Regions from separate parts of the Mus musculus genome. Here all the other regions are linked to region 2. The links are chromatin contacts, called in public HiChIP or PLAC-seq and promoter capture Hi-C maps. All regions are on one chromosome and are shown on one strand. The core of a region is the stretch at or near the end of the contact, and the rest is flanking DNA. Distances in the headings are between cores, read along the strand shown.

Region 1 (3,191 bases), core at 292-2,791, 990 kb before region 2:
CTCAAGCAACAGTTTTCATGGAGCTGATTCACAATGCTCTTATTTTGAGTTTGGAAACCGGCTTAACTGCATTCACTAAAAAAGCAGCAGGAAACCATAAAGTGTGCTTCAACAAACATTGCTTTTTATTGATGAGAAATACAGCCATAGAGATGGGCAGGCCCTATCGTGGTAAGTATACAAAGACATGTTTCATTCTCTCTGTTCTAAAAGATACATTTCTGACAACTTGATATAAGAAAAAAATAATCATCCTGCTTTTTGCAAAAAAAGGCTGCTGACACTACCAGCCTGAGCTACACAGGAAATAAACTCAGCCTGAACAAAGCATATGACAGCTAAAAAAAAAAAAAAAAAAAAAAAAAAATACTGGGCACCTACTCAGAAGAATCTCAAACGCAATGAATACACTGAGCCGGGCCACAGAATGAAGCCTACACTTGAGCCTCTGCAGTTTTGTGTTTGGAAGTATGTGCACCTTCTGATACTACTTTTGGTTGAAGGAATATAAATATAAATGTCACCTTTAGAACTTAGACGCTGTTTCCACACATCCCAAGCAGATCTGGGCGAGTCATCTGACTCTGGACTCAAGACAAGGCCGCTTCCCGATATCCTGTCTCTTTTGCAAGACTTTGCACAATTTGGTCTCTGCCTTCTTCCCACATCATCTCTTAACCATACAGGACGTCAAGTTCTCTAACGGCCTGCCCAGTTACGGAAGTTTTCATCCATCAGACTCGCCCTTTAAACACTCTTAAGCAAACACCCTGTTCCACAGACACGCGCAGAAGTCATGAACACTAAGGAATATACAGAAACTCAAGAAAAATAAGAGAGGCGAGGTGACTTTATGCACGACTGTAGAGCACACTCAATTTATGCTCTAACAGAAAGGCTAGACAAACCTTGTGGCCTTGTGGATGTGGCCCCAGTAGTAGTAACCTAGCCGAAGTATTCGGTCCCAGCGATGCCGCTGGGAATGCAGAGATTGGGGCTCTGAACTGAAGAAACAAAAGCAAGATCTAGAGACACCGTGTCAGGACAGTGAGAGGCGGGTGGAGAGCCTCGCGAGCAGCAACAACATTTGGAAAGGGAAGCCGTCTTAGGAAAGCACAGTGGGACCGCTCTTCCCAGAAGCCTAGGCAGAGGAGGGGGACGCTCCCTTCCCAGAGCCCACTCTAGACAAAAGGCTCAAGAAGCGCGTCAGAGGACCCACCGCTGGTCCCAGAGAGCCCTAGTGAATGTGCCCAAGGCCAGACTGGTCCGCAGGCGGAGCTATCCAGCCAGGGCCCTGGAGCCTAAGAAGCGCCACGCCTCAGTCCCTACAGAGCACTTACGTCATTGACCGTCCTCGTCCAAAGCCCGAGCTCGGGGACTGCGTCCACAGCCGCCGGGACCCAGCACAGGAGACACAGGGCAACTCGCAGCAGCTGGGCCCCGGCGGGCCGGCGGCAGAGGAGGCTGGGAAGGAGGCCAGCCTCAGACCGACAGGCGGCAGCCATCTTGACGCGGACGCCGCACCTGCGCTCCCGGAACCCGGCCACGCCCCGGGGCCGCACCTGGCTCAGCTCCGCCCCTGAAGGGGCGTGCCCACGAGGGGAACGAGAGCACGGGCGTGAATGCGGAGGGGGTCTTGGGCTGAAGCGGATAGGCGCTGTTAGAGGAAATAGGCTCAAACCTGGAGCAGGGCTTCAGGGCCAGGCCTGGAAGGAACCGAGGAAGTGTGGAGGGAAGGGAAGAGAGTCCAGAGGGAAACCCGCCCACGGAGGGGGCGGGGCCTGGGAGGTGGGGCCGGGTGGAGGCGGGGCTGAGAAGGTGGGGCCGGGAGTGGAGGCGGGGCCAAGACCTTAATTGGGGCGGGACTATGGGCACGGGGCGTGGTAGGGAGGCGGGGCCTTCCCGGGAGAAGGGAAGGCGGAACCAAAGTGTGGAGGCGGGACTACAAGATTAAAAGGGCCGAACCTGGGCGGAACTAGAAGCTGCTTTAAGGGGAAGGTTGTGTGTAGAAAGATGGAGGCGGGGAAAAGAACAGGGAGAGGAGGGGGAGGAAAAAGAGGCAGGGCCTTAAGGGAAACTAGAAAGGAAAGACCTGGCTGCAACGCAGTTGAAAGGTCAGCTTGCAGAGCAGGGCCCCGAGGATAATGGGGCACTCTAATGACAAGTTGCAGAAATGAAGATCCTAGTACTTGGGAGGTGGAGGTAGGAGGATCGTGGGAATTCAAAGACAGCCTATAGCCACATAGCAAGCGTGAGACCAGCGTGAGCTGCACAAGCTTGTCTAAAAGCAAAACAAAATACTTGTCAACTAAGGGGAAAAAATTGTTTCGAGAGCAATAGTCAGGTCTCACCAGTAGGTGGCACTAGGAAATTGATGTTTTATATGAATTTGAATCTTTCCTGAAGGTGTTTTTTTAGTCCCGATTAGATTCAGTAGGAGTTACTGTTTATACCTCTAATTTCCTTATTTTAAAATAGTTAACTATTTTTCAAGCACATTTAAGTTCACAGTAAAATCGAGAGGAATGGATCTCTAGAAAGTTCTAATATCGCCCTGGTCACCAGCTTCCTCTGCTAGCAACATTCCACACTACAAGGAGTACCTTTAATAGAGACCATTAAACCAGTAATCAATTCAGAACTGTATCTTACGGCTCATTAAATATCTCACAGAGGTATCGATCTCCGAGTAATAGACTAAACAGGGAGTTTACCTTATTGAAGAGCAAATGGAATATTGAGATGGTCCTGAGGTTAAAGGCACTTGCTGCCAAAGCTGACTACCCACAAGGTCCCAGAAACAGACTCTGGAATGTTGTTCTTTAACCCCCAAATACTTCCCACTCAATACATAAGTAAAATGTAATTAACATTTTAAAAGAGTAATTATGGGCTGGCGAGATGGCTTAGTGGTTAAGAGCACCCGACTGCTCTTCTGAAGGTCCAGAGTTCAAATCCCAGCAACCACATGGTGGCTCACAACCATCCATAATGAGATCTGACGCCCTCTTCTGGAGTGTCTGAAGATAGCTACAGTGTACTTACATATAATAAATAAATAAATCTTTAAAAAAATAAAATAAAATAAAGGCACGAGCCGCCACAAAAAAAAAAAAGAGTAATTACTTTTGTTAATTAGATGCTTCTTATTCTAGGGTAATTTCATTTCCAAGGAAGAGTGGCACTAGCAT
Region 2 (3,384 bases), core at 188-2,687:
GCTTCGGTCCTTCTTGGAGAACAAAATACTCATAGGAGCAAATATGGAGATAAAGTGTAGAGCAGAGCCTAAAGGAAAGGCCACCCAGAGACTGTCCCACCTGGGAATTTATCCCATATACAATTATCAAACCCAGATACTATTGTGGATGCCAAGAAGTGCATGCTGAAAGGAGCCTGATATGTCTGTCTCCTGAGAGGCCTTGCCAGAGCCTTACAAATAGAGGCAGATGTTAGCAGCCAAACATTGGAAGTGTATTCTTAATCTACTTTGCTTGCTACTATCTACGAGGAATGCAAGAACCTGGAACTCCCTCTAGTGGTGTTTACCAATTCTGCCAATATCATGGCCACAGACAATATTTTCGTGTGCAGCTATAAAGACATGTCAGGAATGTTCCTCTAGTTAGATGATTCTAGGAAATCAAATGGGAAATCACTCATAATTCTTTTCTCTAGGTTAGAAAATGTCTATCTGTCCAGAAGCTGCAATATCTTTTTTATCAACTTGAAGGAGCTGAAAAACTCCCAGGACCTTTAGAAACAGGAAGGTAGTAATCGCATGAGTCTTTTATGTTCTACTTGCTTTGGTCAAGTGACCCTAGAGAGGCAAAGTGGGAAGTTATTAAAACTCAAGAAGCAGGGAAGACTAGATTATTTCTCAACTCACTCTCAGGGCACATGAACATGTTAAATATTTATTCTTGGACTTCCGGACTCTTTAAAATTACTATGAATATTTTACAAATACGTGTGGGTGTGCCTTTATGTGAACCAAGTGTGGCAGAGGCCAAAGGCATGGGATCCCATAAAACTCTGGATGGACACACACACACACACACACACACACACACACACACACATATACATGGCTATTTGTCTTCATTCGTGAACCAGACATAATGATTGTGGTTTCCTCATTTGTTATATGAGTATGTGCCACGGCATGCATGTGGAGATCAGAGGACAACTTGAGGAAGTTGGTTTTCTTTCCTTCCACCTTGTGGATGCTTTTATTCACCGAGCCAGCTCACCAGCTATGCCATTTCTGTTAAGCAAAGAGGACAAAAATTCGTGAGTGACTCTCAAGACCCAAGAGGACTCAAAGGGGTTTCAGTCACAGAATCGTCACGTTCGGCCTGGTAGTGTAATACTGTAAGCCAGTTGCCATTTATACCGTTTTTTAAAAAGTAATAATAATAACTCTATGCCAAAACATGGCTAGTGTCTCACTAGAATGGAAACAAACCTTAGCTCAGTCAGCACCTAGCATAGGACTCACTAAAAGGCAAATGAAAAGAACTGCGGGCTAGGGACGGAGGGGGCGGGGACGGAGGCGGGACTTTGTCTCCCAGCAACGGCCGCAGCGATTGGCCAGCTCTCCCGCAGCGGAGACCAATAGTCAGGCGCGCTGCCCACGTTCGACATCACAAGTGCGGCTGCGCGGGGAATTCGAATCGCCGGCGGCCTTCGAGACTCGGGGTTAGGGGCTGATGGGGAGTTTGGTCGGCGGCTGGTGGGGTATTTCGCCGCTGCGCGTTTTTTCTCGTCATGGACAACCTAGAAAATGTCTTTCGGTAAGTGTCGGTCAGGTGCGGTGAGGTGGGCCGGTCGGGACGGTTAGAGTCCGGGTCCCTCAGGCGCGCTTTCTCCTCAGCGCCGCTTCCTCAGCGGGTTCGCTGCACCAGGCCTCAGCCAAGGCGGTAGCCCCCGGGTCACTCGAGTAGACGTGCAAGCTGCAGCCGGCTACCGTTTTGTGCCGAGGATTTGGGCAGTCTGCGGAACCTTCTGAAGTCACGTATCTTCTCCATGGGGAACTTCCTCTAGACGCGAGGGACGCCCCGCCTTCAAAACCCAAACTTGTGTGGTGGTGGAGATTTTTGGAGAAAATTTCAAAGTCTGATAAAAATGCCACCCAACTAAGGAAAGAATTTATTATTTCTCGATTGCCTGATACGTAAGAAAAAAATTAAAGCTGAACTTTATGGGGGGGGGGGAATGCTTGCTATTAAGTCATTTGAGGCTTCCTGCAGGCACTGATTGGTTATTTGTTTTTGTTTTGGGGTCTGGGGGCGGGCGCTTAGGTGACTTACTCAGCCTGTGATGTTAAGCCATTTAAAACTGTTAAATCGGATGTTACAAGAAATACAATTTTATTTTCATCAGTTCTTTAGGTATTCTAAGAGTAAGATATCCAAAATCTGTTGGCGTTAAGCAATTTAATTTTTGATCAGATCGACTAAGGATTTCCCCTCCCCGTTCTAAAATAGAAGCTAGGTATTTTGATTTTTAAAGACTAATTTATTTTAATGATTTGATGTTTAAGCCATTTTCCCAGGAGGTGTGGTTGGTGTGGGGCTATTCAATGTTTGTTTATCTTGGACAAATATTTGTATTTCTTATTTTGCTAAATAAGAACTTCTAAACACAGAAGTAGTGCTGACATTTCAAACATGCTAAAAAGAATCCAAAATGAATCCAAAGTGAAAAAGTGAGAATCGTTGACTTAAAAATAAATTGCTAAAATCTCTACTAAATTATGAGAAAACCATTGCAGTTTCTCTGAATGATCATTTCAGTTTGCCAGTGAAATATATTTTGAGATATAGTTTTCTGGTCATCTACCAAAATACTACTTTTAAATTCTTTTTCTCCTAATCTTATCATTTCTCAGTTTAAAAACCTATGGTTGTTTCTCAACTTGATGCATACTGAGAATACAGTTAATTGCCATGTATCCTCTCTCCAAAGTTGTACACATACTATTCTCACCCTTACTTGCTGTAACTTCTGAACTCATTACTGTTTATGGTTCCAGCCCTGCTCCTTTTTGTGAAGGAACAAAGAAGACATTTAAAATGCAGATAGAGCTTGCCACCTCTTCTCTTCACACTTTATTTGACTCTTTCTGCTCAAGTTCTGTCAGCCTGTATGATTTCCCTAACATGCCTGTGGTAGCTAGCTAACAAGTCCTTAAGTATAACATATGCCCACTCTTACTCCTTTAGTTTGCCCCCCTTTTCTATTTAATAGTTAACGAAACATGGTACTATTTTTATGTTTGTGTTTGTTTATCCCACTAGCATCTGAGGTCATTGGGCCCTGATTTGTTTGCCTGACTTCTTAAGCTGTGGTTAGGTACTATGGAAGTAAGGGAAGCAAAGTCCTCTGGGAGCATTGTCATCATGGGCTCTTCCTTTGGGACAATGTTAGATTTGGACTCAAGCCAACAGTCTCTGGAAACTCCGAATTGAATTACTGGGGCTATCACACCAAAAGGAGAGGCATTCTTTGGATCTTAGTCTAACCCTCTAACTTAGCTGTGCTCTTGAGAAATAAGACAATGACGTTGGAGATCAACTAATCTAGATAGACTATGAAGCAA
Region 3 (3,502 bases), core at 28-2,527, 640 kb before region 2:
TCAGGCGATACATGTTTACCGGTACAATAGCGGCAAGACTGTTTATGAAGGTAACAGATGTTCTCTTCATTGGCTTTGAGGCCTGCTTCACAAAAGTTATACCTGGTAGCTTAAACACTGTCAAAACCCAAGGCTAGAGATGTCACTAGCCCAAGGGGAGAATCTATTAGTATTGTTCTTCTAGATGGTGGTTAATGTAGAGACTCCCAGCTATTCCAAATGCTGAGACCAGGCTACTGTGAGTACTTAGCCACAAATGGGACTTGTACAGCAACCCTCCCTCTCTAAGGGTCAGGGAACAGTGCGGACAAATGTGTGGAAAGATTTCTTAAGTCTGCTTTCGCGGATTACAGTGCTAACTAGCCTCACATTAATGTTTTTGGTTATTAACTATGCAGTTTTTGTCCTCATTCAGCACCATGGACTTTCTGAAATTCAAATGTAACTCAGCAGCCTGTGTTTTGCTTGGCAACCCACCTGCATCTCAGGGCTATGCATTGGCTTGTCCCAGCTCTACTGACATCTCTGCTGCTTGTGAAAGTCTGAGACTTGCAGATTCTCAGAAGGGACAGCTTCCCTCCTACCATGTCAGGGTCTCCCAGGAGCCCGTGAGCAGGTGAGCCACTGGCCTGTCCACCCTGCTTCTTTCCAGCCCCTGTAAGTCTGCAGTCAGTCTTCTTCTCACTGTTATTGCCCGAGATCTCAGAGCTTATGGGCTGGGCTTGCCAGGAGAAAGAAAAAATATCCACCCAAAAGACAAGAAGTTTGGGGGACCCTGGGCCACATGCTCAAGTACTCAGAGCTCCTGATCCACAAAGGTGTGTGTGTGTGTGTGTGTGTGTGTGTGTGTGTGTGTGTTAAAGAAGGTTCAAATTCATGAGGATGGGAAGTGAGAGTGCAAGGCTGGCCACCTTTCTTCATCTCTCTCTTTCCACACCTTCCTGCCCAAACTGGTATTTTTGTCTTTTATGAATTACAAGTAAGGCCTTTGTTGAAGTCTGGGGATCTAAGGTCGGCTTTGGAGGGTTGTGGGGAGTCTTTTTAGTTCCTGCGGCTTTGTCTTTCTGAGCCTTTTCAGTAGGTTCTATTCCTCCTCCCCTCCCCTCCCCACCCCTGCCACGCCCTTGGCTGTGCCCCTTTCAGCACATTCCCACACTCTGATTCTTCTGTGGCCTGCTGTTGGAACGTCTCTGAAATTCCCATGGGCTTCTGCTCAGCCAGCGCCCTTCCCTTGGAGTACACATGGGATCACAGCACACATGTTTTCCCAGACTCTCTCAGGCCGACTTCCTGTTGGGAGCCCTGGAACTCTGAGCCACTCAGTACCATGTGACTTCAGTACTGGGTGTGGCATCTCCTGGGTGAAAGCCACATCCTCTCCCTCTTCAGCAGACATGCAGGTACAGAGGGCCTGAAACTGTCACTAGCATCTCACCAATCTGGTCTACGGCTTCCAGACTGTTTGTAAAGTCAGTTTAAGCCACAGCCATTGTCAAAAGTTACATGTAATCCTCTAGGGATACAGACATACCAGTTTCTCATTATTAACAGAACACCTATCAGTAGTAACTGAAGGAAAGAGGCTTTGTTTTGGCTTACAGTTTGAGGGCACAGTTCGCGAGAGAAAATTGTGGCAGGGACAGCAACTGTGGCGTGTACCACTCTGAGGTCTCCCAAGCCCTTCCATATGCAGGTCCCATGGAGTCCTGATGCCTCTATGACACAGCAGTAGCAAGGGATTTTGTATGATGGAGGAGGATACCCTGCCCCCCGCCCCCCCCCCCCCATTACAGTTGGTTTTAGTGTCAACTCTCCATAAATTAGAATCCCCGGAACTGTCTGAACTGAAGATGTGCCCTGATTGTGTGAGTGGCTTGGGGAAGACCCTCTCCCACTTACTGCCCTTATTCACTTGGCCTCCCCTCTTGCTTCAGCGATGATTTACCCTGAGGCTGCTGATTCCTTTCCTCACAGTAGAACCAGTGCTCCTAGACTTCCACTGATGACTGTGGTCCAGGAATCTGCCAGGTTTTCAGGGCCAGGTTGGCACTGCTGAGACACACAACCTTGTGGATGGAGCAATTCCTGGGTGCTGGCTTCTCCAGTGGGAGACAGCTACTGTGGGACTAATGGACAATCAGCCTCAAAACCGAATGACTGCTGTCCTAGCCCCTCAGGGATGATTCTGCTGTTATTGCTATCTTCACACAAGCTGACTTAGTACCTCCCTTAATACAATATATGTATATATATATATACATATGTATATTATTATAAACACATATGTGTTGTAAATATATATTAAACATGTATTATAAATGCACACATATATCTTTCGCCTGGCTTCATAATTCTGTGCTTCAATTTCCTCACCTGAAAAATGAGAAAAATATTGAGACTTATCTTCTCCAAAGTATGAGGGATGAGCTTTCTCTGAAGCTGTCTACTGAGCAGGTTTCAGTGAGCTAAAACACACTAAGATCTTAGCATAAAGCCCAACACACACGTACACATGTATATGCTTAACCTAAATATACCCCAATTTCTTCAACTCTGTCACATCCCCTAAGAGTTCCATAAACCACCCACAAGGCGGCATCACCCACTAGGAAGCAGGCATTTAAGTACAGGAGTCAGAGGAGGACATTTCACGGCATTCACAGTAGGCCCCAGTTTACAATGTTTCTTTTCACTCATTCATTGTTGCTGAAAGATCTTTTCAGAGGTGTAAACATGATCATATGGAAGTCAGGAGTCTGCCAGGTTTGGAGGGAGGTGGAGGACGGGAGGGAAAAGGCAGTCAGGGGCCAGTGTACATTTGTACATCACACTCTCCTCCCACTCAGATGATGCTGACACCATGGTGATGACCATTGAGATGATGTCATGGGGTTAAAACTCACTCCAGTGACCTGCATGAAAGGGAACACTTGCCTGGGGCTTTGTCTTTCCTGCCCCATCTCCAGGTTTGGATTGCCATGATAGAATCCATCACTCAGGCTCAGACCTAGCCAAAGGCTCACCAGAGTCACATAAATCCCCTCAACTGTGGCGTGACCTTGCCCTCCTGGTCTCTCCCTGTCAGCTATTTCCTGGACACCTGCTAGCTGGAGCTGTCTGTGCTTTCTTCAGAGACCCCCTCAGCCTCAGCCTCAGCCTTGCCCTCTGCCCTGCACGTCTGCCTCCCTCCTCTTTCCCCCCACTTCTGCTCTCTTGCCCCCATCACTTACCCTGCATCACCACCTCCACTTGACCCCAAGCCCCTGCACTCTAAGCCTCTATGGCAGTCCTTCCAGCTGTCTGCCTAGCGCTACAGAGGGGTATAGGCAGGAGAAGACAGCAGGTGACTGGAACTCACACCTGTGTCTCACAAGAGACATGGCACCATAGTGATGCTCACTGGTGCCCATTTATTCAGCTAGACTCTGCACCTGGCAGCCTGGTTTGGTTAAGCACAGAGAATGAGAATGGCTTCCTAAATGGCAGGAGCCTTTTGGACTCC
Region 4 (3,625 bases), core at 282-2,781, 660 kb before region 2:
TGTTACAGTTATATGTCTTGTGTGTGTATGTATGTGTGTGTGTTTGTGTGTGTGTATGTGTGTGTGTGTGTGTATGTCTGTGTGTGTGTGTGTGTGTGTGTGTGTGTGTGTGTGTGTGTGTACATGCACCTGGAGACTGGAAGTTGATGTTGGATGTCTTCCTCAATCATTCTTCACTTTATACATGAGATGGTCTCGTGCTGAGCCTGGAGCTAACCAATTTGTCTAGACTACCTGGATAGCAAGCTTCAGGAGTTCTGTCTCTGACTCCCCAGCACTGAGATTACAAGTGTGTGCTTGGCGCCTCTCCCACACCCACGGGTTCTGAGACTCAAACACAAGTCCCTTTGCTTGCCTAGGTATGAAATTACCAACAAAGCCATCTCCACAACCTCAGCTATTCAGCTTTAAGTGTAATACCTGTTGCTCAGTTGCTCCCTATAGTGGTTCTGATGGCTTCCCATCCTCCTGTGGTCTTCCCATCATCCCTCCACATTGCTCATCATTCTTTCAGAGGTAAGTTTTCAGTTGTAAGTTATGACCTTTTAATCACTGATTTATGCTTCCCAAACATTCTGCGTGGGTGGATGTGTGTGTTGGGGCAAAGAAAAATGGTTTTCCAAAGAACATTCTCAATACAATCTCTTCTGCTGCCCCAGTCTATAATTTCAGTTCTTGGGTATACAGGCAGATGTATGCAGGATATAAAGAAACTTTGAATTTGGGGAAAGAAGAAAAGGCCAAGCAGGAAGAAGAAAAGGCCAAACAGGATGGTGAGAGTTTAGGAGCAGTGGCATATAACTATAGTCCCATAACTCAGGAGGCTGGGGATTACAAGCTTGAGTCTGAGGGTGGACAGTGTGTTTAACACCAGTTTGGGCTATAGAGCAACCTGGGAGACAGGTAGGAAAGAAAGAAGGGAGAGGAGGGCAAGGGAGGGGAGGGGAAGCAAGAGGGAGAGGGAAATTGAGAGAGAGAGAGAGACTTTACAAGAAAAATGAGAGGTTTATAATATAGTGATTGTACCTACTCACCATAGAGTTGAACCTCCAAGACTGAGCTATTTGTAAAAACCTTTTGTCTTTACAAGTTGATTATGTCAGGTATTTTGTTGCAGTGTCAGAAAGCTGGCTACCGAAAAGTCTTTCAGGTTATCACTGCCTGCCCAGATTCACAGATGAGGCTTCAGATTATGAGACTAGGCCCTGAGATCTTAGGTATATACATCATAATGAACCGTAGATCACAGGGTGTAGGGACAACCCACAGATATTGTATTTTCTTGCTATGAAAAACCGTGTCCTTGTGTTTTTAGTTGTTAATTGGACCTGGCAGCACCAGGCTAGTGGGATGTGTAAATGTCACTTCCTCAGCTGCCTTTAAAAGAAAGGCAAGCTGCCCTGGTTTCCCAAAGCCCCTAAAGCCAACTGGTTGAGTAAGGAAGGTGGCTTTTTGCATAATAAAGAACTGGCAGTTGGAGCTGGGGCAAGAAGTAGAGGAAGTAGTGCAGAATGTCTGGGCCAGTTGGCCCATGCAGGCAGATGCAGAGGGAGATGAGTCCGGAAGGTGCTGGGAAGTAGACTGTGAGAACCACATGGAGAGCCACAATGTCAGAGAAGTCGGGTTAAGTTAGAGGCTATCTGAGAGACCGCCCCAGCCTAAAACTGTACAGATGTCTCGATGTGTTTATTAAACCTCAACTGGGATCCCAAGAAGGCTTCTCAGTAACAGCATCTAGTTTAGAGTCAGCAGTGATTAACAGCAGAAACATGTATGAAGTGTATGTATTCTAATCAGTGTCCTGGCCTGCCTCTACCGTAGGAAACACCAGGCAGAGTGCTGCAGCTCCCGGGGTCCTGGGACAATGCCCTGAAACACAGTAGGTCTCAGGATAGGCTATCCCCAATTGGGCAACCTAACATCTGGTAACTGTCATTTCTTGTTGTCTTGGTTCACTTTCTGCCTAGATTGTCTTAATCTCATCATGGTCATAAGTGTCCCCTCTAAAATCCCCATTAAATTACCACCCTTTCTCCAGGCACTGGCCCCACACAGTGTCCTGCCATTCCCCTGGTTGCCTTTCTTCTTCGTGGGGTCGGGTGGATAGCTCTCTCACCTATGCCCTGGCCCCTACCCAGGTCTATCTCCCTGTAGAAGGGAAAAGTGGCTTCCTGAGTGGCCTGGCCTCTGTGCTGTTGGGAATCCATGGTTAGCACAACTTCTCACTCCAGAGACTTGTGTGTCTTACGTGTTGACAAGTACAGTCACAGAGGCAAACACAGCTACTCCCCAGTTCCCGGAGCAGTAAGCTGCTTAGTACTTAGAGCCAAGCTTTATTGAGTTCTCTAGACCCAGGGCCAATATGTAGCATGGTAGGGGCTGGATTGTGTGCCTCTAGAATATGTGTTAACTCAACCTTGTTATCTCATGATGTCTTGCAATTGGGAGGCAGAGTCTTCACAGAGATAATCACGTAATAAGGAGGGGGGTGAATATGATAAGCACCCTCATAAAAAGGAGAATTTGGACCATTTTGTGGGGACAAAGCCTGAGATGAGGGTGACTTATTAATGGGACTAGGAATACCAAGAAGTGCCAGCAGGCAAGACACAGAAGCCAGGAGGGAGCATGGTCAGCTTGTTCTTACAGTCTCCGGGAGGAATGAACCTTGTTGACACCCGGGGCTTTGATATCTGTCTCTTAGAACTGTGGGAAAATAAATAGATGTTGTTTAAGCCATTTGGCTATAGCATGGGCCACAGTATGAGTGAACAGTTAAATGCGTTTTCTGTGCCTTTGGCCCGGGTTTCTCCCTCTGTACCTGCAGTCCACAGCTTTGTTCTTATCACAGAGTCTCAGATATTCCCGATGTTGTTTTCTTTTTAGATTTAACGCTTCCTTTGACCAAACTCTCCATTCTTTCTGTCTTGTCTTCAAGACCTGAAATTCCTTCTTCCTTGTCTTTTAATCAGTTGTTGATGTTTATCTCTGAGGTTTTTGTTGGACATCCTCAGTGTTTTTCATTTCCAGCTGTATTTCAGTTCAGGTTGTTTTTGTTTTGTTTTGTTTTTGTTCTTGTTGTTGTTGTTTAGTGATTCTATTTCTTTGTAAAATCCCACCTTTGTGCCTTGAAGTGCTCTCATTATTTCGTCTAGCTGTTTGTGTTTTCATGGTCTTCATTAAGGCATGCTCTCTTTCAAGTCTTGAACACATATGTAATTGCTATTTTGAAGCCCTTGTCTTGCTTGTGATTCAACTAAGTTGCTTCTCCCAGGGCCTACTTTCAGAGACATGCTGCCTTCTGGAGGAGACACATTGGGTAGATTGGCCATTTTTGTGTTTTAATCCCATCCTCCTGTGGTCTTCCCATCATCCCTCCACATTGCTGGAGTGAAGTTGATAGAGATGTTTCTTGGTGCGGATATCTGGTCCCATCTTTCCTGGGTGGATACTCATTCTTTACTTGCTCTCGCCCACTCTGGGTCCTCAGCTGATGTGGTAGCTGTGGAGTCTCTGAGTCCGAGCCCAGCGAGGCCACTGGGGGTCTCTGTTAGAGAGTGATTCTGCAGGTAGCATGTGTCACCAAGGAGTCTGAATATTTCTTAGACTTCTATCACAGCAGAGA
Region 5 (3,522 bases), core at 28-2,527, 870 kb before region 2:
GTTTTTTGGCTGTTGATGTTTGTTGCAAATTGTCACGTTGCCTCAAACTACAAATTGCTTATGTAATTTAATGTGCAAGGAAAGAATTGTTTAAAAAAGAAAAAGAAAAGAAAAGGAAAGAAAAGAAAAAAAAGCTCATTTGAGCAAATGAACTTTGAGAGGAAAAATGAGGTTTGTAGCTAAACCATAAACCAAACTTTCCTTAAAAGACAAACTTTAGTCTACCAGATTCAAGATCAAAGAGACAAAATTACACTCCGAATAGAAACAGATCTTTTAGGGCAGGAGCAATACCTGAAGGAACAATACCTGAAATGTGCTTGCTTATAGTAGTCTTCCAACCCCTCCTGCGTCTATTTCTTTTTGGAAAAACCTTGTTTTGTTTTCCCCCCAGCAGCTTCTTTACAAAGTGCCTCAGTGTCATCTGTTGGAGGAACCTGCCATACTTGTTTGCGCTAATCAATCCAGCATGTCAAATTGAACCGCTTGTGAGAGCACTTGTGGTCTGAGCACTTGTTTGTGCTACCCAAACAAAAAAGATTCCGCTCCACAGTAATAATAGTGAAAGGACCGTATCGTCCCCCTCGGCTTTTTGCAGGCTTCTTACACTCACAGACAGGCTGTCCCTACAAAGGAGGGCTAACACAATGTTCAGCAGAGCCCAGGGGAGAAGCCAGAACTAGTCTTTCCCTGGCGGGACACCTAGCCTCCAAGCAACGCCACGCGCTAACGGTGACATCCAACTTTTGCAGCTACTTATTGGTTCACGGCGTGGAATTACCTTGGAATCCTCGGTCTATGATTCGCAGAAACCCCGCCAAAGCTCGGCAAGGCTAGACAGTGTTGAGGGTAAAGTTCTTGGTGCATGCCACGCCAGACCTGAGTTGCATTTCTTAAAGGCTCAAACTTCGCTGCTCCCAGAGCGCCCAACCGGGCTTGAGGTCTTTCTCTGTGGTAATGGGAAGCTCTCGGTTCCCATCGGTTCTACTAAGACGTGCACCCCAAGACCCGGCTAGGGAGCCCCCATAACCCTCTACGGCTCGCTGGAATGAGTAGCAGCTCCCGGAGACCCTGCAACCTGCACTCACCTCCACTCCAGAGCGCGGGTAGCAGCAGCAGCCCCAGTAGCAGTGGGGCCAGAACCATCGCGGGGCCGCGGATCTGGCAGTTCTCTCCGGACAGATGCACGTATCCACCAACGTCCCAAACTCGCCAGTCGCCGAGGGCGCGTGCGAAGCGCCTCAGTCCCGGCCGCCCGGGCAGCAGGCGCCAGAGTGGCAGTGCGGAGTTGGGGATCGCAGGAGTCCTAAGTTAGAAGAGGCGGGCCCAGGGCTCAGGCCCGGGAGGGGCCAGCAGGTTGGAGTGGACAGGGGCGGGAAGGGGGAAGGGCAAAGAGAGCAAAGAAGGATGGAACTGGAGGAGGGGGCGGGAAGGGGAGGATCCAAGGACAAGCCCTAGGGAGGGTGGAGGGGCGGGGCAGAATGGAACTTGGGTCAACTCCAGCAGGTTAACCCCTGGCTTGAGTGTGTAGGAAATCTGGAAGGGAGGTGCTGGAGGAGATGGAACAGAGCTAAGGAGGGCCACCATCTTGAGCTAAAAGGACCGAGAGACGGAGAGGAAGGGGAGGGGGCTAAGAAAGAAAATAATCGGGAGGATGATCTCTGGCTACTTGGTTACATCAGAGGAATCTCACTCTGTATGGGTAGGTAGAAGGGATTGGAAAGGGTAGAGGCCGAATTTAGTGGAGAGCGACGGATGCAACTCCAAGACCTTTAAAGGTTAGTGGGTCCAGCTGCTTTGGAGGGGCAGCGATTCTGCAGTTCAGGCTCTACTGGCATAAGAGGTCCTAGCAGCTGCATTCCAGAGGCTGTGGCCGCCGTGGCAGCACACCCTGCTTGCCAGGTCCTCCCCCTGGCTACTGAAACGGAGTGCAAGAGCGGACCCTGGCGTCAAGATCTTGCAACCTCCACCCCAGAGGTTAGCTCGGGGAGAACTAAGCCGAATCCTGTAAGGAAAGAGTTTGAAACAGGGATGGAAGAAAGTGCTGTTACAGGAAAGGGTGGGAGGCCCAAACCACGGCATCAGATTGTGAATCTCAAAGAAACGGAAGGCGTATGAGGCTTTCTTAAAGGAAATAGAATGATTTGTTTTTCTTTGGAGATAAGATCACATTAGAGCCCAGAGTAAACCACCCTGATAAATTTAAAGTATTTATTACTGAAACTGAGGACAGACCCATACGCACTGTGATACAATAAGCTCCTTGCATCTCTAGCCCTGCAGGAGGACATCAAACCAGAAGCGCTGGATTAAACAGACCCTTGATTGGTGCTTGATGTGAAAGAGCCCAGTTTACTGTGGATGGTGCCATTCCCGGGTAGGTCATTCAGGGATGCATAAGAAAGCAAGCTGAGCAAGCCAGTAAGCAGTTCCTCTATGGTTTGTGCTTAAGTTCTGGCCTCCAGGTTCCTGCCTCGAATTCCTGTTCTGACTTTCCTTCATGATGCATTTCAACTGTAAGCTGAAATAAATTCCCAAGTAGCTTTTGGTCATCACAACAATAGAAATCTACGTAGGACAGACAGGGTCTTGCTATGCTACCTAGGCTGGACTTGAATTCCTGGTTGTGCAAATATTCCAGCCTTCTTAGTAGCTAGAACTGCACGTGTGTGCCACTAGGACTTGCTTAAATCTCACTTTTTTTTTTTCTTTTAAAGGCAAGGTCTAACTATTTAGCCCTAGCTGGAATGGAATTCACTATGTAAACCAGACTGGCCTCAAACTCACAGAGATCTATCTGCTCTGACTTCCATGTGCTAGATAGAATTAAAGGTGTGTGCTACCATGTTCAACACAAATGTGACTTTTTTTCTTTCTGGTTAATTACTTTAGTTTTATGTGTATGGGTGTTTTGACTGCATTCATGTGTATGCTGGGGTACCCATGGAGGTCTGAAGAGGGTGTTGGGTCTCCTAGAATGTAGTTGCAGATACTTGTGAGCTACCAGTTGGGTACTGTGAATTTAACACTGGTCCTCTGCAAGAGCAACAAGTGCTCTTAAGCACTGAGCCAACTTTCCAGCCGCAAATCTGTCTTTGTTAATGGGGCCTCCCTTGTACAGTACTGTTTTATAGGCTACTACCAATGCAGTAGGAATGAAGCACTGGCCATTTTATTAGATTCATAGATTTGGACAGAGGAAATGGATTGTCTTTTCTCTGTGGCCTCTCTGTCTGTGACCTTGAGTATCTAGCACCTGGAGTGACCCCAGCGGGAAGGGACCTGAGAATCTGTGGCCTGGCTTTGTACATCTGCAGTACTGGAACACAGCCATCATAGGCAATATTATCTCTGTGGTTTTGTGCTGAAGTGGCAGAGCAGAATAGTCGTTACAGAGATTGTATGGTTCACAAAGCCATATAATCCAGCCCTTTACATAACCAGCCAAGCCCTGAACTAAAGGTTAGTTCATTTACATAGCTGCTGCCTGCACTGGCATGATTTGGAGACAAGGACTTTGGA
Region 6 (3,537 bases), core at 1,007-3,506, 740 kb before region 2:
GGGTAGAGATTGTCTAAGAACTTTTATTAGTCCTGCCTTTCAATTTCCTGTGTTCATGGACTGGTACTCATTCCTTTAATGCATCACAGTGAATACAAGAATGGTGTCTGGAAATGAAATCTCCAGCCCATTTCTGCCTTGAACCTTGGCCAGAAACCTTCCCTGTTCTCTCAAGAACAACAGCAGTCTTCAGGATTCAGCTATAGACATCTTATAAGGAAATGGTCATTAGTAAAAGCTAATGGATATACATTGCTAAATATATTGACATAGACATTATTTTGAAACCTTTACTATAGGAAATCTGTTCCTCCCCCAACCCCCATCCCCAACCATGGACTCTGAGTACTAGAAGTTCATAAATCAACAGTGCCACCCCTTGTGAAGACCTGCGTCCCACTCTGTGTGCTAGCAAGGTGACTGCACCCCTGGTTCTGGTTCCAGTCAAGTTGATGCTGTGAGAAGGGTAGAGGAGGGGAGGAGAGGGGATTGGGGGGGGGGGGGATGGGAGGAGAGGAGCCTGTACCTCACACCAGCAGGAGGCTGTCTTGTTTTTAGATGGAGGTGTGCTGTTGATTATGCCAACGGGAAACAGTGGGCTCAAACTGCAGGTCTCATTCCTTTCCCTTCAGTAAAGACAGGCGACTGTTGATCACTGTCCACGGCCCACTAGAAAGAGGCAGGAAAGTGAGAAGATACAGTGTCTAGAATGTTCTTCCTGAAGGGATGGGCCTGTCTTTGGGGAGGTTGCCAGTACAACTGATTCTTTCCCTAAATTTCTCTTTTTAAAAAAGATTTATTTATGTATTTTATGTATGTGAGTACTCTGTAGCTGAACAGATGGTTGTAAGCCATCATGTGGTTGCTGGGAATTGAGTATAGGACCTCTGCTTGCTCTAGTCAACCCCACTCACTCAGTCCCTGCTTGCTCCGGCCCAAAGATTTATTTATAGAACTCAGAACCTTCAGAAGAGCAGTCAGTGCTCTTACCTGCTGAGCCATCTCCCCAGCCCTTTCCTCTAAATTTCAACTGTGGGTCTAAAACTGATTTTTTTTTTAATCAAGCCATATATGTCCACGGATGTACTCCTGTCTCACCTGGTCACGCTTGGAAATTTTACACATTTGCATATTTGCACTGTTGCTTGAATGACTATGAGGGACTCCAGAGCATAAAGATCTTCAGTGGTGGCAAATTTTCAGGATGTAAGGTTTGTTTTGTTTTGTTTGGAGAAATAGCCATGTGTTTGTTGATATGAACTGAAGGTAAGTAATGAGGACACAGCCACCTGCTACACTCACTGTGGGAGGTCTGGAAAGCGGTGACCTTGCCAGAGTGAACCTGGACAGAAGCATTAGCTGCTATTTTCTGTAGGACTTTTTTTTTTAAAAAGAAAATTATTTATTTTATTTTGCGTGCATTGGTATTTTGCCTTGGTATTTTGCCTGCATGCATGTCTATGTGAGGGTATCAGACTATCTGGAACTCCAGACCGTGGTTGGAAGATTGGTTGTATGTGGGTGTCGGAAACTGAACCCAGATCCTCTGGAAGAGCGACTGGTGGTCTTAACTGCTGAGTCATCTCTCTGACTCTTAAGCTGGCTCTTCTGGATTCTTTAGAGCACACTAGACATCTTTACAATGGTGTGTTTGATTTGAAAAAAAAATGGAGAAGCAGGGACAGGAGAGATGGCTCAGCATTAAGAGCACTGGTTGCTCTTCCTAAGTTCCCAGCACCTGTATGGCAGCTCACAACAGCCTGTACTCCAGTTCCAGGGGATCTGACACTGCCTTTTGGACTCCTTGGACACTGTATGCATGTGATAAACATATGAAAATCAAGCAGAACTCATAAAGTAACAAAATTAAATTTAAAATGGAGAGAGAAGATAGTAATTTCACTGTAGGCCTTCTTTCCAATATATTATTCATGGTGCTTCTGATCCCTTGTCATATCAGAAGGACACTTCCGTTCTCCAGTTTTCCAACCTCTAAAATGAGAACAATGGAGCTTACCTCATGCACTGTTTCTAAGAGTTGAGGGAGATGCTAAATGAAAGTTGTCAGCAATAGTGGGGTAGACTCCACTTAACCCAACATCTGAGTATATACTCTGTGATATAACGCTAAAATATATGATTCAGTGTGTGTGTGCGTGTGTGTGCGCGCGTGCGTGTGTGAGCAAGCCCATATAGTGTGTCCTCCTATATTGAATTTTCTAGCTCTCTCTCCTTGGCAAGTAGAGGCATTTGGCAAGTGATACTACCATTGGCCAGTAGGTGGCAGAAGCTGTCCGTCATGGACACTAGTTTGGTTCCAGTCTCAGAAAGGGAAGATCTTTCCCTAATCTAGCCAGGGCTTTATGGCAATGCTTAATCACATGGCAAGGAACATGCAATAACTACTGGTATTTCTGTAAACACACATGCTAAGAAGCAGCTGCTAGCTAGGGAGGAGGGAACATTCAGTCAGAGGTCTCCTGAGGACAATCTATATAAGGAAAGCCCTATGAGGGTTTTGTTTTTGTTTGTTTTTTTAAATCCATCAGCCAGTCAACCTTCCTGACTCATTGAAAGAAACATCTATAATCCAGAAGACAGTGATAATACATGTTGTGGATTATAGTGTGGTTGACGGCTGCCTGTCTCCTCCACTCCCCTCACGGCTCCAATCCTGGTGTCAAGATCACCTACAGAGTGTGCCTGCAGGATTCGGTGCCTTCCGCACTGTTGCATGTGCTTGCTTCTTCTCTTGTCCTGGCAACTTGCCGGAGTTAGGCCTTTCTCGAGAGGAAAGTTTATTTGAACTTCATTCTACCATTACTAAAATTGGCACCAAATAGATCTGTAGCTGAAGACACATCTCAGCCAAACAAAAAGTGGAATCTGCCGAACACTGGGCAACAAAGGATTCAGTGCGTGCAGAAACTTTGCACAACAATTGTTAACGGTGGGAAAATACACAAGAGTATGACACTCATCATCTCAGGGTTATTTATCTGTATACAGGGCCCTGCAGTGTAGCCCAGGCTGAACTCCAGTTTGTAATCTCTAAAGCCCTGGGATTGCAAGCATTCCACCAATCCCAGATACCTTCACCACTCAAAGGTATTTAGTTGAGTAGTGCTAAGTACTCTCACATAATACAGAACTGTAGCTTACATCCATTACACTATTTGGTAAACACCAGAGGTGCCTTCAACAGCCACCAACAACTACCATCCAGATCTCTATCTCTAGGAACATGACTATTCCAAGTGCCCCATATAAATGGAATCATAGAGTACTGGTCATTTTATGATGGGACTTTTTATGTATTATGTATTACATATGATGTATTATACATTCTTGTTTTCTCTATATGTTTATTTTTAAAAATAATTTTTTATTGTTTTATTTATGTGTCTATGTGTACATATATGCATGCGAATGTGTGTGTGTTTGTGTATATGTGTGTATGTATATATGTATATTCCCATGGAGGTCACAAAAGGTTGTTGGATCCCTGGAGCTGGAGCTACAGGTGGCTGTGGGTCT
Region 7 (3,227 bases), core at 665-3,164, 720 kb before region 2:
GGGATAATGGAGGCGAAGGCAACAAGATCTGAGCAGTTCCGGAACACAGATCTGGGGGTACAGTCAGCACCCTCTTCTTCACTGCTCTGACAACAATGGGGTAGCCTTGTCATTGGCCCCCCCCCCCCGCCCTGGTCCTGTCATCCTGGGTTCAGCCTCCCTTGGCTTCTCTTCTACCTGCTTGACACCCCTTCCTCTGGACAGCGGGGGTTAGAGTCAGCTGGGATTCTCTTAGAACAGCTGGGTAGTGGGAAAACACACCTGCGGCGTACACATGCCTTTGCACATCTATGCAGACTTTCATGTGGCCCCTGGAAAGACTTACTTTCGCTTGAATACTTAAAGAATTTAGAAAAGAAATCAGAAGTATGAATATAAAATATAGTTAGCAGCAGGCTAGTGTATGCTCTATGGAGGAGGGTGCCATTGAGAGCCTGACTCTGACATCCAAGATGGCCCTTGTACCAAAAACTGCTGAGAGCAAGCTCACAGCTGGCAACAGGTTCATGCTCTCTGTGCACTGTGACTGCAGCGTCTCATTTCCCTCTCCTGGAGAGCCAGAAGGGAGCCATAACTTAATGGCCTTTCTCTTTCCCCTAACACTCATGTACCAAACCAGAGATGGCTGCTCTGAGAACCCAGCAAGAGTGTCACACCCACCAATGAAAATGCATGGGCTACAGAACCTGAAAAGGGCCTGTGAACCTGGGCCAAGAAGAGCCTGTATCTTGGAGAAGGGCCTGTCTCCTGCCATCTACACTTCTTCCTTAGAGACTTGCAGCTATGACTCTTTAGCAGGAGTCACCAGGGTTGCCAACTCTCAGGGTGTAAGTGGGAACAACGCCAGCCTTGAAAGATGGCTGGGTCACCCATGGAAGGAGTTACAGAGACAAAGTTTGGAGCTGAGACAAAAGGATGGTCCATCTAGAGACTGCCATATCCAGGGATCCATCCCATAATTAGCCTCCAAGCGATGACACCATTGCATACACTAGCAAGCCTTTGTTGCAAGGACGGTGATATAGCTGTCCCTTGTGAGACTAGGCCGGGGCCTAGCAAACACAGAAGTGGATGCTCACAGTCAACTATTGGATGGATCACAGGGCCCCCAATGGAGGAGTTAGAGAAAGTACCCAAGGAGCTAAAGGGAACTGCAACCCTATAGGTGGAACAACATTATGAACTAACCAGTACCCCAGAGCTCTTGACTCTAGCTGCATATGTATCAAAAGATGACCTAGTCGGCCATCACTGGAAAGAGAGGCCCATTGGTCAGGCAATCGTTATATACCCCAGTACAGGGGAATGCCAGGGCCAAAAAATGGGAATGGGTGGGTAGGGGAGTGGGGGGGGGGGACTTTTGGGATAGCATTGGAAATGTAATTGAAGAAAATACGTAATAAAAAAAAAAAAAAGAAAAAAGAAAAAGAAAGATGGCTGGGGCCACAGGAGACAGCTGCTAGCAGGTCTTCGTGAGACTGCCTAGTCACGGGCTATACAGGTTAAAAACAGAGATGGGGGGCCAGGACACCCTGGTTTTTAACATATACTTGTTGCTTTGGCCCCATCTTCCAAACCTAAGTAGCATCTAGCCTTCTGTACTATGGGCAAGTTGAGGCCAGACAGTGGGAAATAGTGTGTCCTACCCTTGCCATCCCATGGCCTACCTTCCCCCAAGCAGCTGTCGCATGGCTGGAAAATTGTTGATTCTTGCCTTTCACCAAACCTGCATGAGGCTTGGTTGGCATGTTGGCAGAGAGAGCCTACAAATGCTCCTAGTATGCATGGCCCAGCCACATCTCCCGCATTTTAGAATGAATAAACCTCTTGTTGAGATGCCACCCTAGCTTGGATCACTCTGTGCTAAGCCCAGGGATCTGACCCTTGTGGAATTCCCCGGATGTTAGGGTGTGGCAGTCTCCTGAGACATTTCAGGACAATGGGGTTGTGAAAAGTTCCGAAAAAGCTGCCAACACTCAGATTCTAGCTCTGACCATGATTGAAGTTCTAAAGCTCTCTGAAGCTAGGGTTCCTCAGGAGGGATAACAATAGGAAGCAAGTTACCAGGTTGCTGGGTATGAGATGAATTCATTCTTACAGAATTAGCTCAGCACCAGACGGGCTCAGGAGTCATTCACATCCCTGGATAGGGCGTAGCCTTGACCTACTTCTCCTTCTCAGAGGGAAGCAGGCTTAGTGGGCCCCTTCTCCTTGTTGGTTACACAGAGATTTCCTTTAAATCCTTTAAGTGCAGTGTTTACTATGAGGGAACTGATTTGGATCAGTTGCTGGACTTCACAAACACATCGATGATAGATGTGTCTGTCTGTTGAGCAAGAACTTCTGGGGTGGGGCCTCCACTGGCTGGTTCTATATGGGGGTCAGATATTTCAGAGTCCTAAATGAAGCCAGCTTGTGCCCAGTGTAGTTACCTTTCTTACTGCTCTGGCAAAATACCTGACAAGGCAGTTTTGGGAGTGAAGCATTTATTGTGGTTCATGGTTTAATAAGGGACACAGTCCATCAACAGGAATCTGAGGAGACACACCACACTGTCTTGGCAGCCCTGTAGCAGAGAGTAGTCAGGAAGTGAGTGGGTCCCCCCACCAGTGAATCACTTCCTCCAGGAAGGCTCTACCTCCTAGGCTCTACAACCTTCCTCCGGAACAATGCTACCAGCTGGGGATCAAGTGTTCAAACACTTGAACCTGTGTGGGACATTTTGAGTTCAAGCCGTAATGGGCTCCTTCTGAGTTAAAGCTTGCCTGAGCTGGGCAATGCAGCCCTGCCAGTGGATGAGTGGTGGTTAGGACTCGCCTAAGGGTTCTTGTGACCTGGCCCAGCACCTCCTACCTGGGATGGGACCCTCCCCCGCCTCCTGCTTTGAACATTCTCCTTAAGTGCTGGGCTGGGGTGAGGATTTACTCACGTGCCCTGTCCTGTTCCCTCTCCCATGTGCTGACTCACCTGTGGTTTCAGTTCCCAGAACCTCTTGTGCTGTGTTTTGGTTGCGGGAGTCATGTGTGCACCTTGCCTCTTCCCACGGCTGAGGCTGAGCCCGAGCCTGGCCTTACTCCTGTTACCACATCCAGACCTTCCCAGAAAACATTGCAAGCATACACCATGCAATTTTCTAACTCGTGAGAAAAGAAGTAGAGAGTGACGTGCCATGCCGTCCATTTTTAGTTCAACAAAAATGACATACCCAAACCAACTTCTTGCTTAGC

Evidence for each region. Promoter capture Hi-C pulls out the DNA fragments that hold promoters and counts their contacts. HiChIP or PLAC-seq counts read pairs in DNA pulled down with a chosen protein or histone mark.
Region 1: an H3K27ac HiChIP or PLAC-seq map of embryonic stem cells shows a contact between it and region 2, with 5 times the contacts expected there. The contact joins the promoter of Tmem87b here to the promoter of Bub1 in region 2. A contact is called at or near these places in 14 of 39 promoter capture datasets (the 3T3-L1 cell line, 3T3-L1-derived adipocytes, the C10 cell line and 9 more), 6 of 484 Hi-C or Micro-C datasets (bone marrow-derived macrophages, cranial neural crest, embryonic stem cells and 1 more), 4 of 115 datasets of contacts at active chromatin or transcription factors (acute myeloid leukemia, astrocytes and embryonic stem cells) and 4 of 9 other capture datasets (adipose tissue, embryonic stem cells, liver and 1 more).
Region 3: a contact with region 2 is called in an H3K27ac HiChIP or PLAC-seq map of acute myeloid leukemia, with 8 times the contacts expected there. The contact joins the enhancer-like site here to the promoter of Bub1 in region 2. A contact is called at or near these places in 2 of 39 promoter capture datasets (both in embryonic stem cells), 2 of 15 datasets of contacts at CTCF or cohesin (the NIH/3T3 cell line and large pre-B cells), 1 of 484 Hi-C or Micro-C datasets (bone marrow-derived macrophages), 8 of 115 datasets of contacts at active chromatin or transcription factors (the 230-238 cell line, acute myeloid leukemia, bone marrow-derived macrophages and 4 more) and 2 of 9 other capture datasets (embryonic stem cells and liver).
Region 4: an H3K4me3 HiChIP or PLAC-seq map of bone marrow-derived macrophages shows a contact between it and region 2, with 5 times the contacts expected there. The contact joins the enhancer-like site here to the promoter of Bub1 in region 2. A contact is called at or near these places in 11 of 39 promoter capture datasets (the 3T3-L1 cell line, 3T3-L1-derived adipocytes, the HPC-7 cell line and 6 more), 1 of 484 Hi-C or Micro-C datasets (bone marrow-derived macrophages), 3 of 115 datasets of contacts at active chromatin or transcription factors (bone marrow-derived macrophages, embryonic stem cells and stem cell-derived neural progenitor cells) and 4 of 9 other capture datasets (adipose tissue, embryonic stem cells, liver and 1 more).
Region 5: a contact with region 2 is called in a promoter capture Hi-C map of hippocampal neurons, with 4 times the contacts expected there. The contact joins the promoter of Mertk here to the promoter of Bub1 in region 2. A contact is called at or near these places in 7 of 39 promoter capture datasets (the 3T3-L1 cell line, cranial neural crest, embryonic stem cells and 4 more), 1 of 484 Hi-C or Micro-C datasets (CD4 T cells), 1 of 115 datasets of contacts at active chromatin or transcription factors (embryonic limb bud) and 3 of 9 other capture datasets (embryonic tail, embryonic trunk and macrophages).
Region 6: an H3K4me3 HiChIP or PLAC-seq map of bone marrow-derived macrophages shows a contact between it and region 2, with 22 times the contacts expected there. The contact joins the enhancer-like site here to the promoter of Bub1 in region 2. A contact is called at or near these places in 1 of 39 promoter capture datasets (embryonic stem cells), 4 of 15 datasets of contacts at CTCF or cohesin (the NIH/3T3 cell line, large pre-B cells, pro-B cells and 1 more), 18 of 484 Hi-C or Micro-C datasets (the AtT-20 cell line, B cells, CD8 T cells and 13 more), 18 of 115 datasets of contacts at active chromatin or transcription factors (the 230-238 cell line, the SCID.adh cell line, astrocytes and 8 more) and 3 of 9 other capture datasets (adipose tissue, embryonic stem cells and macrophages).
Region 7: an H3K4me3 HiChIP or PLAC-seq map of bone marrow-derived macrophages shows a contact between it and region 2, with 3 times the contacts expected there. The contact joins the enhancer-like site here to the promoter of Bub1 in region 2. A contact is called at or near these places in 15 of 39 promoter capture datasets (the 3T3-L1 cell line, 3T3-L1-derived adipocytes, the C10 cell line and 9 more), 3 of 484 Hi-C or Micro-C datasets (bone marrow-derived macrophages, gonadal supporting cells and large pre-B cells) and 11 of 115 datasets of contacts at active chromatin or transcription factors (the 230-238 cell line, T-cell acute lymphoblastic leukemia, acute myeloid leukemia and 4 more).

The regions. Positions count from the first base shown.
Region 1 is chr2:128,816,653-128,819,843 of GRCm38.p6, reverse strand. It overlaps Tmem87b (transmembrane protein 87B), which reads right to left and starts at 1,541. Exons shown (of 19, transcript NM_001355629.1): 1 at 1,341-1,541. The coding sequence starts at 1,505.
Region 2 is chr2:127,829,912-127,833,295 of GRCm38.p6, reverse strand. Bub1 (BUB1, mitotic checkpoint serine/threonine kinase) reads left to right here and starts at 1,437. Exons shown (of 25, transcript NM_009772.2): 1 at 1,437-1,576. The coding sequence starts at 1,551.
Region 3 is chr2:128,468,331-128,471,832 of GRCm38.p6, reverse strand. No RefSeq gene overlaps it. Among named protein-coding and RNA genes, the nearest start is that of Gm36154, 3.6 kb to the right of the region's middle. Within about 2 kb of position 1,277, at least 85 of the 459 cell types and tissues checked have an H3K27ac peak or open chromatin away from gene starts, as enhancers often do. A contact at or near this core is called in the NIH/3T3 cell line and acute myeloid leukemia, where this site is marked.
Region 4 is chr2:128,491,932-128,495,556 of GRCm38.p6, reverse strand. The region is part of intron 2 of Gm39928 (a long non-coding RNA gene); the gene reads left to right. Among named protein-coding and RNA genes, the nearest start is that of Gm36154, 27 kb to the right of the region's middle. Within about 2 kb of position 1,531, at least 27 of the 459 cell types and tissues checked have an H3K27ac peak or open chromatin away from gene starts, as enhancers often do. A contact at or near this core is called in bone marrow-derived macrophages and hematopoietic stem and progenitor cells, where this site is marked.
Region 5 is chr2:128,696,670-128,700,191 of GRCm38.p6, reverse strand. Mertk (MER proto-oncogene tyrosine kinase) reads right to left here and starts at 1,277. Exons shown (of 19, transcript NM_008587.2): 1 at 1,089-1,277. The coding sequence starts at 1,146. It overlaps Gm39931 (a long non-coding RNA gene), which reads left to right and starts at 1,690. Exons shown (of 5, transcript XR_001783466.2): 1 at 1,690-1,778; 2 at 2,276-2,377.
Region 6 is chr2:128,572,155-128,575,691 of GRCm38.p6, reverse strand. It overlaps Gm36203 (a long non-coding RNA gene), which reads left to right. Exons shown (of 9, transcript XR_866725.3): 6 at 300-416; 7 at 1,066-1,211. Among named protein-coding and RNA genes, the nearest start is that of Gm36203, 18 kb to the left of the region's middle. Within about 2 kb of position 2,256, at least 34 of the 459 cell types and tissues checked have an H3K27ac peak or open chromatin away from gene starts, as enhancers often do. A contact at or near this core is called in the SCID.adh cell line and bone marrow-derived macrophages, where this site is marked.
Region 7 is chr2:128,551,973-128,555,199 of GRCm38.p6, reverse strand. No RefSeq gene overlaps it. Among named protein-coding and RNA genes, the nearest start is that of Gm39928, 3.9 kb to the right of the region's middle. Within about 2 kb of position 1,914, at least 26 of the 459 cell types and tissues checked have an H3K27ac peak or open chromatin away from gene starts, as enhancers often do. A contact at or near this core is called in bone marrow-derived macrophages, where this site is marked.